Linked DNA regions of Drosophila melanogaster: region 1 is linked to region 2. Evidence: chromatin contacts called from public HiChIP or PLAC-seq data. All regions are on one chromosome and are shown on one strand. Each heading gives the region's core, a stretch centred on a gene start, on an enhancer-like site or on the middle of the called end of the contact. The rest is flanking DNA. Distances are from core to core; before and after follow the strand shown.

Region 1 (2,700 bases), core at 147-2,646, 320 kb before region 2:
CTCTGTTCCCCTGCCCCTCTCGCGCTCTCTTCCGCGCCTTCTCTTTGCGCGCGCAGCTGTCATCGCTGTCAGCAGCGCGCGCCGACGTCGGGTTCCCGCGCGCGGGAAATCATCAAGTTCAATCGATTCTAATTTGGCCGAATTGAACGGGATTTTCGATTTTAGTGAAAAATCAGATTCTGCGAGTTTTGATCTTTCAATTGGTTATAGGCACGCATGGTTTTTCATTTAGCTTACCTGATTTATAAGCGCTCGAAGTTGGTGCCAAAAATGCTCGAATGTTAATCGATGAAAACAACAAAGTGGCAGTGGTTTGTTTGGTTTCAAAGCAGCGTTACCACCTAGTTCGACCTCAGTCATCTTGTCATATGTTATTTGGCTGCAGTTCATAAAAACTACTAGAAAAGCATATTAAACCATGTAATTTCAGGCTTCTGAAGAATAAATAAATAATTAAAATTTTAAAGATTTATGAATACCCTTCAAGATAAATTTATTTTAACCTTGAATTGATTTTGGAGCGCTTTAAAAATATATTAAAAAAAATAGTTTCATATTAAAATTTAAATATTTATTTTCTGAAGGTCATATTTGAATTAAAATTGGCATATGACATAGAAATAAATCTTAGGTATTTATATATAACCACGATATATCCGACTAAATCCGCCCTTCTGGCATCCTCGTCAGCTGTTTTTCGACCACCCAGCTGACTGGACGTCGAACCTCCAATTGTAGTCTGACTAGCCTGTTGGGGACTGGGGACTCCAATTGCAGACTCCATTCAATAAAATGCCAAGCTTGCCACCAGCGGCTTCATCGCCCCGTCTCGCTTTCTCACGCTCTGTTCTTTGCGCTGGAGATGCTCGCCCCATCTCCGTCCCTCCCCTAGAGTACAACAAAGTTGCCCCCTGTGTTTGTTGCATTTTTTGGCGCTTCGGATCCGCCTGTTTTGGCGCGTTCCTCATGCACACTCGCCGCAGTCGACGTCGCTGCTTTTGATACCCAGTTCCACCAATTTTTTTTTCGGTTCCAAAGCGATCACTTTGCTGCCGCCGCTCCGCTGCTCGTGAAGTTTTTTCGTGGCCGGCGACGACGACGACGAAAAACTCTCGAAAAACGTTGTTCAATTCCCTTTAAGAAAAACAAGTGAAAACACCGGGGATATTATGTTAAGCATTTTTCCGCTTACTAGAAGGTAAAACCAATTGCACAATGGTTTTAGTGGATAAAAGGCAATACGTTATTCAGAGTGGAATAAAATTTATGACGCGTGTGCGGTGACAAGTGTGTGTGGAACAGTGAAGGAAAGAGCGGGAGAGAATGCTGCGTTTGCCGTCGTGTCTTTGCATTTTTTGCTACAAATACAACATCCTCTTATAAGAAAATTGACACGCTGTAGGATTTAACCGTTGCTTTCTGATTGGCAAGAGACGGGGTGTCCAACTACAAATTGTCTCCCCCACACAGTGTTTTAGTGTTCCCCCTATAAGGAAAAGTGTCCTATTAGAATTAAACCGTTATCCAATGGGAACAAATTGGAAAATCCTATGAAATAAATGAAAGCTTCTAATCACGTCTAAAAGTGCACTGAGTTTCTAATGCGTAACGGGAGTTCAGTGAACTATTACAGCTTTTCTTACTATAGAAGGCTTGAGATGCAGCTTATGGTTTACCCTGCTGTTTGGGCCAACTTTCTAATCTTTCTCCCGCCCGAATTGCACTTTTTCCCGCCATTCGCATAGATTTTGGGCGGTAAAACAAAACTGCCCCAGCCCAAACGCCTAATTCGCGCCACTTTGCGTTTCTCCATTCTTTTCCCATGCTCATTTCATTTTTATACGCTTCCTCCAATGACACACACACAAGCACAAACTTGGAAGAAATGCGCTCGCTAAGAGAGAGAGTAAGCTCTCTTTCTCTCGCTCTCTTCCGTTTTATTCCAATCAGAACAGCGAGTCAAGTTATTTTCCCCTTCCCAACACCAACAACAAACAAAAACGTTTTAGTACTGCGCTCTAAAACGGAAAAAAAGAGAGCATTTGACTGCGACGTCGAAAAAATTCGGAAAATCGCCGATCAGTCGACGGACCTTTCGAAAACTTGACGAACACGAAGCAGAGGTTCAAAGCAAAATGGAGTAAACGAGTGAAGAACAAAATAATGAATTATGTCAAAAGTGGCGCAAATATCTTTGGTACACGAAGAAAAAGATTGGTAGTGGCATTTAGCCCTTACCCACAATCTACGTACATACATATGTATGTATGTTTACATATGTAGAATTAATAATAGTATTTTAATTATTGTAAAATCGTGGTTATATTTATTTTTGTGAGTAGTTACTCTATGTACGTGCTCCCAACCAATGAGTGAGCGAGATAGACTGCCAAGTGGAGAATGGAGTTCATTGATATTTCTCGGCGTTTTGCTTTCGCTTCCCCTTCGTCTCCACCTTGCTTCGCGCCATCTTCGTTCTTTCCTCTTCTCCTCTGCTTCCATTTACCTGCCACATTCATTTTGTTGTTGTTTTCTTCGCAATTTTTGCTTTCTTCTTTATTTTTTGCATTCTTTTGACGTTTTTTAGTTTGCGTGTTCGCTTTTTGCGCCGTTAAACTTTTGGAGCGATCGCGGCGGGGGTGTGCGTGGGGGGTGGGTGGTGTATTGTTGATGGGGTGGATTTTTGTATACTTAATTTTT
Region 2 (2,700 bases), core at 175-2,674:
ATGCCGTGGATTTTGGGGTGGGACCACTGCGCCAGGTAGATTTGCACGAACCTCTCTCTTTTGGCGCATTCCAAGGCACTCAGCTCCGTTCGGAAAAATAAAGCCAGGTAACTGTCCGGGCACATGCCCATTTTGGGGTGGATTGGAGGTCGCTGGCAGATGGCGGGATTCTTTAATATCGGGAATTGAAATTTCATGGCCGTTAGGGGGTTATTTCTGCCGAGTGCACCGATACACGAGGAGGCGGAGAACCGGAACAATACTCTGGGAAAGGTTGATTTACCTTAGATCTGCGCGCTGTTTGTCCTGGTGATTAATATTTTTGTGGACGTCTAAGTGGGTACATTGCATTGTAGCTTGGCTCGATTTAATGGCGGAGCCAATGTCACGTGCTGATCCTACTCAGCTGCCAGCCGGAGAGGATCGCTCCGATAAGGATCAATTGGAATCCTAAGTGCTTCTTTTCTTCTGTAACAGCGTGCGATTTTATACAACAAATGAAAAGCTTTGAAAGAGAAAATAGAACAACTTTCCTGTACCTTTATTGTAATATCTTCTATCTTAATGATTTTAATTGAGAACGTTTTAATTATTATGGTATTTAAATATTTGGGCATAATTTCCTAAGTCGAGCCCCTGAAAAATCTTCACACTCTCCGATCAGCAAAGTCAGCCGAATATGTGATCGTTTAAGCTCAGCTCAGAAAAATTTGAATAGTAAACATAATAAGAAGCTTAAGAAAACACAGCTGAATTATCCTCCGAATAGCACAGAAAGCTATCTCTTAAGTTCGTGGGACGACTGACAGTTGGAACAAGAGCGCCCCAAAGAGCGAAGAGAGTTGAAAATTGTGGGGTACGAAACTTCTCTTGGTGGGGCTCCAAAGAGCATGCTCACCTGCTCACGAAGAGCAAACGTCCATTAGGCTTATATACAAAGCGATCGTGTGAGGCGGACCCGAAAGAGGCTTATAAATAAACTTGATCGGGTATATAGCAATAGCAAGCTCGCCACCAGCTGCCGCTCACTCATACCATTGAAATTCAGGGGAAATACGAGCTGAACCAGAGAGGCAGCTGGTGGCGATCGGCGAGTGGAACGGAGAGAGTCCCTGTGGCACGTGCTCGCTTTTTACACACAGATTTGTTCCTCTCGTCTCCAGGTCCCTCCCTCTCTCAACGATTCTCTATATGGCAGTGGTACCCCCGGACTGCCCGATCTGCAGCTGTATCTGCGTTCAATGAACGCACAGCTGTGGCTCGATCGCTGAATGGATCTTTTGGCTCGTGGTTCGGGGTGGATTTACAGAATCCCGGGCGACATCGGAAGTAGGTAGACGCCAAGATCCTTTTTGCCCAGGGGGTTGATCATCCTGCCAGGGGGTTGATCGGGAGTCTATAAAACCGGACTGATCCTTGCCGGGTTGCATCATTCGAGCAAGGAACTCCAAGCGATCGAGACGCGTGTGGCGAAAGCAAATGAGTGAGCAGTGATTTAAGTTCAAGGATCGGTATTAAATACAAAATCGAAGATCAGTGATCAGTAACCATAAGGAATAATAACATAGCAACCATGGATAAACTCAAGTACAGCCGCTGCCCGCTCAAGAAGCGTCCGATAATGGTGGAGGAGTCCAGCCCAGAGGATCACCTAAGTCATGGTAGGTTTAAGGCTACGGAAGTGATTTACAGGCATATTTTAACTTTATGCTGATTTCAACAGATGAAGGACCAGTGGACTTGAGTGTGGCCTCGGCTGCAGTGCCTATGGAGCCCCATTGGATGGCTAAATCCGAACCGGAACCTCAGCCGGTGCCCACGGAATTGAGGCGCCGCTTCGATGCAGCCATGAATCAGACCAAGGAGCAGTTGGCCCGTCGCATTTGGGAGGAAACCCGTGAGATAGCCCGCGCTTTTCCGGATGTCTTCACCCGGGAGGAAATCGCCAAGAGTCTTGCTCGCCTGGGTTACGGCGAGTTCGAGTTGCCACCTGAGGAGGAAGTAATGGAGCCGGAGCCGGAACCAGAACAGCATCTGCCTCTTCGATATACAAGAGATGCTAGCCCAACCATCATCAAGGCTGAACCCTCTGATGAGGAACAATTTCCCCTGCGAAACTACAATAACAACCTACTCAAAAGCATAGCCGAGTATGAGGACTGTATGAAAATGCAGAACATCAAAGAGGAGATACCTCCGATTCCATCACCCCAGTTGTTCTATCCACCCCCGACTCCACTGGCCGAACCGGAGGACCTATCCGTAACCCAGAGGAGAGTGCTGAGCGAAAACATGAATCTGCAGAATGTGGCCAGAGCTTTGCTGAGCATGCAACACATGGCTCCGCAACATGCGCCGCCTCCGATAGACATGGAAGAGGATCAGGAGAATCAGGACATCAACCAGCTGAAGATCAAGAGCAGCAATGATCTGTACTACCAGTGCCAGCAGTGCAACAAGTGCTATGCCACCTATGCAGGATTGGTAAAGCATCAACAAACGCACGCCTACGAAAGCACCGAGTACAAGATCATTAGAAGCCAGCCTGGAGGATCAGGTGCGATAGTCGACCAAACCGAGTTTTGCACGGATCAAGCTTCGGCTTTGATTCAGGCAGCTAATGTAGCCTCAGCACAGAGCATGCAAAAGCCAGTGGGAGTGCCGCGATACCATTGCCAGGATTGCGGAAAGAGCTACTCC

What was found. HiChIP or PLAC-seq counts read pairs in DNA pulled down with a chosen protein or histone mark.
Region 1: a contact with region 2 is called in a Psq HiChIP or PLAC-seq map of the Kc167 cell line, with 6 times the contacts expected there. The contact joins the promoter of lncRNA:CR44974 here to the promoter of wor in region 2. A contact is called at or near these places in 2 of 107 Hi-C or Micro-C datasets (the Kc167 cell line and wing imaginal disc) and 2 of 6 datasets of contacts at active chromatin or transcription factors (both in the Kc167 cell line).

The regions. Positions count from the first base shown.
Region 1 is chr2L:15,744,953-15,747,652 of dm6, reverse strand. It overlaps lncRNA:CR44974 (long non-coding RNA:CR44974), which reads right to left and starts at 1,396. Exons shown (of 2, transcript NR_124289.1): 1 at 1,193-1,396; 2 at 653-1,134. The region is part of intron 1 of CycE (Cyclin E); the gene reads left to right.
Region 2 is chr2L:15,424,304-15,427,003 of dm6, reverse strand. It overlaps wor (worniu), which reads left to right and starts at 1,424. Exons shown (of 2, transcript NM_057253.4): 1 at 1,424-1,661; 2 at 1,724-2,700. The coding sequence starts at 1,574.